Linked DNA regions of Mus musculus: all the other regions are linked to region 3. Evidence: chromatin contacts called from public HiChIP or PLAC-seq and promoter capture Hi-C data. All regions are on one chromosome and are shown on one strand. The core of a region is the stretch at or near the end of the contact, and the rest is flanking DNA. Distances in the headings are between cores, read along the strand shown.

Region 1 (3,270 bases), core at 49-2,548, 450 kb before region 3:
TAAATTACTTGGGCTGGTAATGCACTCATGTATTCATGCACCCATGCACTCATGCACTCATGTACCCATGTACTCATGAACCCATGCTATGTGACTTTGAACTTGCATTAACATTAGTCCCAGTAGCATGAGTATAGCACCCAAAGAGTACCCAGCCATAGATAAGAATTTGATCTCTGTATACATTTCTATATAGTTTTTAATAAAGTCCAAAAGGATCTATGGCAATTCTGATACAATCTCCTGTCTCCCTGTGTTCTCGGGTATTTCTCACCCTAGGAGCCTCCTTGGTCTGGGTTCTAGTATAAGAATCTGGCCTGCGTGCTTCCTTCCTGCCTACTTCTTGACTTTTTCTCTTAAGAGAATGAGGAAATAGCAGTCATGAAGAGGACTGTGATAAGTTCTCCATGTTAACAAAACTTATCCTAGCTACTTGAATATATCATTATCTGCCTCACACCTGCTTCATACCTGTCTCACACCTGCCTCACACCTGTCTCACACCTGCCTCACACATTTCGAACTGTATAGTCTCCATACTGAGTGGCTTGTTCAGAAGGTTGCAGAGCAGTCCTTGAACTTGTACAAACTCAGTTTCCTGTTTATCTATCCTGAGTTGCTCTGGGATTTCCCATTTGTAAGTTTCTTTTTAATGTATCAGTTCTCTTTAATTTTTCCCAAAATTTCTTAGTTCAATTCACTGGGATTTTTCAGATTCTTTTGGCTACCTGCCTTCTGCCCTCTAGCCCTCCATATTTCACCCCTCCACACTGCCTCATAAAGACATGAATCCAGGATGCCCTCAAGGATCTGGAACTCCACAAAACACACAGATCCTTCAGACCACAGGAGACTCTACCCAATGCCAGTATTGGGAAAAAGAGACTCCAAACAGCTAGATGGTATGAGAAACATCCCTCCTGGGTCTTACCACAGAAGTGGCAAGGTATAGATATGGCCCAGAATTCATCCCTGTGTAGTCCTAGAAAAACATTTTTTTTTAAACAGGGTTTCATGTAGCTCAGGCTAGCCTTGAACTCAATATGGATGATCTTGACCTCCTGGTCCTCCTGCCTCTACTTCCTGAATGCCGGGGTTTCAGGTCTGGCTTTTAATGCTGGGGGTGGAGTCTAGGGCTTTGTGCTTGCTAGGCAAGTAAGCACTCTACCTACCGAGCTACAGCACCAACCAGAGGAAGTGAATACTGGGCTGAAACTGCCAGAGAGCAGACCAATCAGGTAGTTGGAGAGTGGGTGCCTGGGTGGACTTCCTCACCAGCCCTGGAGGCCCCAAGAGTGCAGGGGCCCTCTCAAATTGCTAAGGGCAAGGAGAGGAACTGAGGTTTGTGAACACTGTGGCTTGTGTTTCCTGTTTCAGCATGCTGCTGTGCGAAAATAACGTCAGTATAAGAAGAAAATGGTGAGGGGGTTTAGAAACTTCTTCAGAAACTCGGCTTGACAGCTTCCCCAGCCTTCTGAGACCAGAGAGACCTAGAAAGAAAGGGCTGAAGGCTCTCCTGAGACACTTGAGACAGAACCTGGGACTTGAGGTAACTGTGGAGGAAGATGCTTTGGGATCTTGGTTTGGATCTGCTGACTTAGGGTGGGGCAGAATACGCTCTGCCATGCCAGCCTCCTGCGTAGCAGCAGGTGGTAGAATGTACTCGATGGGGCTTGTATGACAAAAAAACATCCTGTGCTAGAGACCTCAGGCAACCACAGGGTATGGCTCCCAGCTCTGCTCCGTCTGATGGCTTCGGTTAGGTGTGAGTTGCATGGCTTGGTGTTGGTGTGCTCTGCATCCATAACACAAATTAAATGACTTTTCCCAATCCCTTCAATGTAGGGATCCCTGTAACAGGCTCTTCAGCTCCCGCTGAGAACTCTGAACTAAGAAGGCCAGATTCGTGTAGGAAGCCACCCATCATCTCCTCTGCATACACAGCCAGGAGGTAGGTGCAAAACTGTGGCAAGTCAACATGTCTGTAGTTGAGGGGCAGTGTGCTGCTGTCTTCCTGTGCAGGAAGGAGAGCCTTCCCTAGCCAGTACTAGCCCTTCCTCCGAGCTCTAACTAGGCCCTTTCATGTTGGCCAGGGGTACCTCAGAAACTACAGAAATCCTGGGCAGTGGCCTTGTGACCTTTTTCTGAACTACAGGACCAGTTCCTTTTTTTCTATAGCCTGTCCCTGTCCATCAGACTTTCCATAGCCTACTTGCGTTAAAGCAAGCCAGGATGATCCCACCATCCTAGAAGGCTGTGTGGTTCCATACAGGTGTCACGCCACACCCCAGGAGGTGTAGAAGGCTATGGGTTTGGAGACACTCCTCTCTCTAGGGAGCCATTCCTATTGCAACTTCCTAAGCATTAAGACCTAATGATGCAGAGAGTAAAATAGCCATATTTCAGTGGCCCTACAGACAATAGATGGAGAACAGGAAGAGACATCCTCACAGACCTGTTCTCAACCCCTCAGACCTTTCTTCTTCCCGTCTGGAAGGTAGGGAACCTGGGAGCTCCCTCTGGTAAGTCCCACAGTGGGGAGCCTAAGCCCTCACACTTATAATGGCATCTCCTTTCTTCACCTACCTGTTCTTTGACTTCCTGTCTGACCTAATTGAGTTGATGATTACATCCAGACCACACAGAAGTGTTTTGTCCTTGTAACCCAAACTCAGAGACTACAGGAACCACAGTAAAATTATTCCAAGATGGAGCTACAAGCCCTGTTCAGAACTGAGAGTGGGAGTAGGGGAGTCAGAGGGCAAAATTGATCATTCTCTGTCCTACAGTCTGGCGTTCCCTGGGGCATTTGATTCACAGCACCAAGTTTTCAGTATTCAGCGCCAGCCATGATAACTACAATATTTTTATATCTATTATTTTTAAAAGGCTGTCGCTTATCATATGCCATGTGGTAGGTATATGGTGTGGGTGTTGGGTGTTGTCTTTTAAGGTTCATGCCCCTTCAAGGGAAGTTTTAGCCCCATCTTATAAATAAGAACACTGAGGCTTAGCAACCCCCCCCCCCCCACACACACACACATACCTGTTTGGTGGGTATTGACAACCTAGAAGTGAGTCACAGTCTGGCCCCAAAGCAAGGGTTCCCCTCCTTCAGTGAAGACAGAATAATCGGGTGCTGTGGCTTGAAGATGCACATGTATGTAATTCCAAGTCTCCTCTATATATTCATTTATGACAAAACACAAGTAGGCTTTTTGGCTCATTTTCTACATAATTCAATAAACAGGGTGACATGTGGCAGATCTA
Region 2 (3,240 bases), core at 637-3,136, 420 kb before region 3:
TAACCCTTAAGCATCATTGTCTCGCACCCTACTTCAGTTAGAGTTCCATACATAGATTACCTAGTCATTCTCCTTCCCTCTAAGGCACTATCCACCAGGGAAGGCCACCATCCCAGGGTACACTCATGTCTCCACAATGCTCCTTTTCCATCTCTCATTCAATGAAAAATAAACAGACACCTCGGCTAAGGACCTAGGAACTCCTAATATAAAGACTGAAATCATACTACTGCTGCCAACGACTCTCCCCATTCACACGTGTTCAATTGACTGCACAACATTCATCGTAATTGACATTCATTGATACCTTCTCAACGGACAGAGTTAACTCAGAGGGCCACAGCAGGAAGTGTGACCACCTCAGAGGAGATGCTGAGGTCAGCAAAGGCATTCTGAGCCCTAAATCGGGTTCTGAGTTCCTTCTCCCAGGCACTTAGAAAGTTTTTCAGGGCTGGGAACAAACTCTCTGGAACACTAAAGGAGTACAGCAGAATTGATGGTTGACCAGGCAGCCACGAAATCCGGGCAGTAAACACCCGCAGGGGAGTCATGGTTAAGCAGTTGTCATCTTCACGGTTCAGGTCAAATGTGTAAGAGACTGGATATCCCAGGAGTATCCCAAATACAGTGCAGAGATTCCAGTCTGAGGAATGTAGCCTGGTGTAGGAGACTCCCTGAGACACATCTTTCTTAAGTCCTCGAAAACGTGTGATGACGTCAGCTATGAGAGATTTCAAGTCCGGGAGCTGGTCCACCGACCGGACAGAAGGATGAGGTTGGGAGCGGGAAACGTCCACGAAAGCTACAGTACCAAGCAGTGTCTGTTCCAAATGCTGACAGGCATACTCAGGACTGACAATAAAGTTATTCTCTCCAATCTCAAGAATGTGAAGTCCTGGCTCCAGGAAGCCCAGCCCCTGTAGTTCCTCCAGATAACTTTGGAGCGCCAATACTCCTGCAGAGTTGCAATCATAGAGTACAGCTGGCTTCAGCCCGCGGGCCACAGCCAGCACCTCTCCTGCCAGGTGAAGGCAGGTAGCTCGAGGTGGGCATTTTCTCTTGCCCATGCCCAGAGTCTGCTGAGCAGCTGCCACCAGCAGCTGAGGGCTTGGTGTTGACATAAGATCTGGAAGTTACATGACATATGGCCTCCTTAGCTAGCCACAGTTCCTTTCCCTGGGCCACACACAGTTCAGCTCCCAGCACTTGAGAAAGATCCTAGAAACAATATGGTAGGGGGAAATCGTTAATACTGTCAAGATGGGGTCACCAATGCTGCACCCCATTTCTCTGGCAGACTTAAGTTTACGAAATCGTCCTTCTAGTCACATTTACATTGTCTCTGGCTTCGATTCTAACTTTTACCTGGTGCAATTTATGCTCTGGGATTCAAACCTTACAGCAAAAGTTACCACTTCTCCCAAAACTGTCCAACTGGGACAGAACTCTGGGCTCTAAACTTCAGCGCCTGTAAGCTCTCCATTGCCAGCTCCTCAGACAGATCTCCACAGAGCGCTCACAGCAGCCTGATCAAACCAGCATAAGCTACAACGCGGAGTAATCACCGCCTCACCCTGCGACACTCAGGTAAGAGAAGCCGCTAGAACTGGGGCACGAGCCAGTTTAACACTTGCTGGACCCTCTTCCCTTCTAGGAAGGCACGCTCCCACCGCCACACCTACCCACACGTGCCTACGCGGTGGTAGACTAGTTACAAAAGGAAGCGCTCTGCCTCAAGACACTCGGCTAGCATTTCCGCCGCAGGTTCGGGGGCGCAGGAAGCCCTTCCGCCTGCCCGCCAGCGGCGTAGTGCCCTCCCACGCCCCACACTCGGTACTGTGAAAACCCGACAGTGTGTGCAGAAGCCCAGGGAAAGACAGCCTGACGTGCATGCGCACTGGCTTACTCCGCCTTTCCGTGACGTCATTTGAAAAGCAAACGCAAGCCAGAACCTTTGAAGAGGCTGCGGACGGAGTGGGAGGTAAAGCCACCTTAGACCCGCCCCTTCCGGTAGAGCCCCTGCGGGCGGGCCTTGCGAGGCGGAAGTGGAAGTGGGGGAGAAGCCGCTGGGACCGCCAGTTGTCAGTCCGCGGAATAAGGGACACCTCTCCTGTGGGCAATGCTGTAAAGCTTTATTTTGTATTATTATTTTTTTAATGTACCTAAATTCTGAACTTGACAGGTATGCCAAGGCCATGCATATTCACTCCTTTTTTAAAAATCGCCTTATTGTGTGGGCGTGCACAATGGCGCCCTGTCAGCTCTCGCTTCCACCTTGTAAGAGGGTCCGAGGTACTGAACTCAGGAAGCCAGCCTGCTGAGCAAGTGCCATTAACTGCTGAGCCAGTACTGTTGTACTATGTGTTGCAGGGGCTGGCCCGGAACGGGACTTCTCGTTCTCTGGTTTATGCCGCGTTGGGGATTGAGCTCTGGAATTCACGCGTGCCAAACACTACTAACTGTATGTCTGCAGCCTGAGTATTCACTCTCAGTGTGCCGAGGTACTGCATTGTACCTTCTTCATGGAGCTCAAAGCCCGAGAGTCCAGTTTGCTGATCATCTTATTTTAAAAGATTGATTTTTATTTCCATTCATAAGTTTGTGCAGGTGCCCAGGAAGCCAGAAAAGGGAGTAGGGTCACCTGGAGCTGAATAAGTTAAAAATATTGTGAGCTGCCTAACACGGGCTTTGGGAACGGAATTCAAATCTTTGGGAGAAAAAGCAGGTCTCATCTCTACAGCCACACTGTTGTGGTGGGGATTTGTTTGTTGAGACAATGTCTTGCTATGTATTCCTCAAACATGACAATCCTCCTGCCTCAGCCTCGGAAGTTCTGAGGTTAGAGTCTACCCTAATTGAATGATACCTCAAGGAGTTATCTATACCTCAAGGAGGATGGGCAAAACTAAGGAGGGGAACACCATCTAGGAAGCCAAAGGTGAGTTAACATCCTTACTGGCCGCTTCAAGGCCACCCATGCCCCTGACCATAACCTCTGACCCACTGCTTTGTAAGTAAACCTAATGGACTCCTTGGTACCCCAGATTGAACTTCGGTGGAACTGTACCCTCATCTGCCATTAGGACCTTAGAAAGTGCCTTGTTCCTTTCTCCAGAGAAGTCTTACAGCAGATAGGAAGGTCAAATGTTGACATAAGGAATTTGCCTATATCTTCTGTGAAGGAAATCTTAAGAAAACTCTAGCCTGGACAAATGGCCCCAAGTTATGGGCAGCAAAATG
Region 3 (3,163 bases), core at 468-2,967:
ATGTAGTTACACACACACACACACACACACTCTAAAAAATATATATATATATTTTGTCTGTTTGAACCAGGGTCTTGTGCAGCCCTGAATGGCCCCAAACTTGCTATGTACGGCTTGGAGCTCCCCATCTTCCAGTTGTCACCTCCCTAGTGCTGGATGACAGATACGTTTCACCATGCCTAGTTTCTCTTTCTTTTTCTGGGGACTGAGCCCAGGGCTTGATATGGACTGAGCCAACCAAATGATACACAAATACCAAATGAGTACCAAGTGAGTATACCAAGTGAGACACACCTCCGTCTGGTTTTTGTGGTTTTGAGACAGGGTTCTTCTATATAGCCCAGGATGACCTTGAACTGCAGACCATCCTCATGAGTTCAGTGGCAAAATAAACAAATACATAAATAAATAATTCATTTTTAAAAAGCTGAAGGTTTGTAATCTTAGGTGGGGGTTAGGGGTGGGGGTGGTGTGAGGGACTGAGGTGGAGGGTGGAGGAGTCGGGTAGGTGGGTGGAGATATAGACAGGCAGATACCCAGGGATTGCTGGTCCACTAGTCTAACCTGTTTGACAAGTTCCAGTCCAGTGAGAGACCTTGTTTCAAAACATAAGGTGGACAGTGTCCCTGAGGGACATCAACCAAGGTTGTCCTCTGATCTCTACATACAAATATATACACTCTCGTGTACACACACACACACACACACACACACACACACACGCACACACGCACAAAGACATAAAAAAAAAACACTACCAATAATGAGTGTTGGGTTGTGTTCCCTTGCAGTACCTCATCAGACGAGAGATGATTTTCTCTTTTTGACCTGCTAATGATATTTTTATTTTAAGGGAATAAAGTTTTCAGGAGCAACCACAGTGACTTCTGCTGTGTACCTTCCCTGGCCATGGTATTTTATCAACCTCTTTTCTCTGAATTGAAAAGACAATCAGTTTCTGAGTGTGCCTGGTCAGACCTCGGTTTTATCCTTGGAGATTCCAACATGGCACCGAGACTCTTTCGTATACCATGGGCCCCTTCCTTTCTTGTAAACCATGTAACTGGTGCCTGAAGTCTCTGTCGCTTGCTTTCACTCTCTTGCAAGCTTGTGGCTACCCAAGTTCCCTTCGAAGCAAGATTCCTCGAAAAGTTCCCAAGTGTTTCTGGGCTATTAGCATATTTACCTTTGTCTTTTTAAGGCAGTGTGATGATAATATTTTTCAAGGTTCCTGAGCTTTTCGGATGTGTCGACCACACTCCAGAGTCAAATACTGCATGTACCTTATGTCCCTGTCTTAAGAAATTGTTCAGATTTATCCATTTAGCAGATTTATTTTCTTTCTCAAAGAACAAAGTTTGGCAGCTTTTCTGTTTTCTGTGATAATCACTTTCTAATGAAAGTAGCCATGTGGGATCCTGCTGACCCAATAGTCTGCAAGCATGCCTTTCTGCAGAAGTTGCCTGTTACTGACATTTGCATAAATGGACTTCTGCCTTCTGTAGATTTGAGGTTTCAGGTCACCTACTTCCCCTTCTTTAGCTGTCAGTGAACTGTTGCTAATGTCTTTGTAAACGAGTGCTAACACCCGGGGATCTAAAAACAGCTTTCCTGGTGCAGAGTTTCTGTCTGACTTGCCACCTCTCATTTCTTTGTTATTATGTAGCAGTTGTCTCCAGAGTAGGATACAGCTGTAGCGAACACGCTTGCCCCACGCTTTCACTTTCCCCTGTTAGCCCTGCAGGCACAGCCATTAATAATCTGGGTCTATGAGAGCATGACACAGCAGCGGTTGTAATAATGAGAGCTTGACACAGCAGCAGTTGTTAAGTGGGCCTTTTCCTTTACATGGTTCATGCAATGCATCAACCTCTCACAGGACAAGGGCTGGGTGAAAAGGCAAGTACTAACTGTTGCAATTGAGGATTTGTTTGCAAGTGGGTTGGTGACTTTAGAGAGCTTATTCTACCATGTGGGTGGGGGAGGCAAGGGATCCTGTCCTTGAACAGGTGGCCTTGCCTAGGGAGCTTGCTGAGGGTGAGAGGGGCCACTGAGGGGACTTTGGTGATAGGACTTGAGTGCCTCGCTCTGCAGGTTGCCAAGGATTGAATCTGTCTCCCAGTGTCCTTACATCAAAGCTTCCAGTGTGTCAGATGGCACTTGACCAAGTCCTTGTCACTCACAAAACTACTGAGTCACTGCCTTCCTCCAGGGATACCAGATCTCTTAGCCCAGCCCCTTTCAGGCTTGCTTTGTTATTGCCTTCTGTGTTGGTTATTGTCCTTACAGAACTTTTCACCAATCACAGCAACGTGGTGGTTGAGAAAACAGGCAATGATGTGGAGTGTCTTCCTCATTCCCTACCTGCTTTATTGCTTTGAGACAGGGTCTCTCACTGATTAGTCTAAGCTAGCTGCTCTGCAGCCTTGGAGATTCTCCAGTTTCCACCTCTCCGGGACTGGGTTTATAGATGTGTGCTGCTGTACTAGGCTTTTCCTGTTTGTCCTGGGGATCTGAACTCAAGACTCCATGAGCACATGAGACTTCATGGTACAGTGAGCACTCTACTAATGATGCCATCTCCCCATGCCCCTCTGCCCAGAACATGGCTCTATCAGCAATTGGCTTAAGTTCAGAGTTCAGGAGGCTTGGTCTGCTTGGGAGGTCTTCCTGACCTTGGTTATTTTGCATCCTATTTACAGATCTCATGTGTTTTTATTGAGTTATTTGTGACCCACATTCTCATTCTCTGAGAGAATTGGAGGAAGAAAGAAGAGGTTGAAGCCCTGGGTCTCAAAAGTCATGGAAAACCTATCCTACCATGTATGTCTCTGCTGTAGCATAGTCTGCTTATGAGGTTTTTTTTATAATAATAATAATAATAAATTTATTTGCCAGAATATGATGATACAGGTATGCCATTTTCTTTTTTTTTTTATTTATTAGGTATTTTCTTCATTTACATTTCCAATGCTATTCCAAAAGTCTCCCATACATCCCCCACTCCCCTACCCACCCACTCCCACTTCTTGGCCCTGGCGTTCCCCTGTACTGAGGCAGATAAAGTTTGCAAGACCAAGGGGCCTCTCTTTCCAATGATGGCCGACTAGGCCATCTTCTGATACATATGCAGCTAGAAACACGAGCTCTGGGGCGGGGGGGG

Evidence for each region. Promoter capture Hi-C pulls out the DNA fragments that hold promoters and counts their contacts. HiChIP or PLAC-seq counts read pairs in DNA pulled down with a chosen protein or histone mark.
Region 1: an H3K27ac HiChIP or PLAC-seq map of the HPC-7 cell line shows a contact between it and region 3, with 7 times the contacts expected there. The contact joins the promoter of Traf3ip3 here to the enhancer-like site in region 3. A contact is called at or near these places in 3 of 39 promoter capture datasets (the C10 cell line and pre-B cells) and 4 of 115 datasets of contacts at active chromatin or transcription factors (the 230-238 cell line, the HPC-7 cell line, large pre-B cells and 1 more).
Region 2: a promoter capture Hi-C map of pre-B cells shows a contact between it and region 3. The contact joins the promoter of A130010J15Rik here to the enhancer-like site in region 3. A contact is called at or near these places in 7 of 39 promoter capture datasets (the C10 cell line, the HPC-7 cell line, cranial neural crest and 3 more) and 5 of 115 datasets of contacts at active chromatin or transcription factors (effector CD8 T cells, embryonic basal ganglia, embryonic stem cells and 2 more).

The regions. Positions count from the first base shown.
Region 1 is chr1:193,199,574-193,202,843 of GRCm38.p6, reverse strand. Traf3ip3 (TRAF3 interacting protein 3) reads left to right here and starts at 1,298. Exons shown (of 16, transcript NM_153137.4): 1 at 1,298-1,549; 2 at 1,846-1,951.
Region 2 is chr1:193,172,223-193,175,462 of GRCm38.p6, reverse strand. It overlaps A130010J15Rik (RIKEN cDNA A130010J15 gene), which reads right to left and starts at 1,886. Exons shown (of 2, transcript NM_181048.3): 1 at 1,683-1,886; 2 at 1-1,218. The coding sequence starts at 1,121. The coding sequence ends at 330.
Region 3 is chr1:192,751,840-192,755,002 of GRCm38.p6, reverse strand. All of the region lies in intron 2 of Hhat (hedgehog acyltransferase), which reads left to right. Among named protein-coding and RNA genes, the nearest start is that of Gm22265, 7.8 kb to the right of the region's middle. Within about 2 kb of position 1,717, at least 165 of the 459 cell types and tissues checked have an H3K27ac peak or open chromatin away from gene starts, as enhancers often do. A contact at or near this core is called in the 230-238 cell line, the HPC-7 cell line, effector CD8 T cells and 2 more, where this site is marked.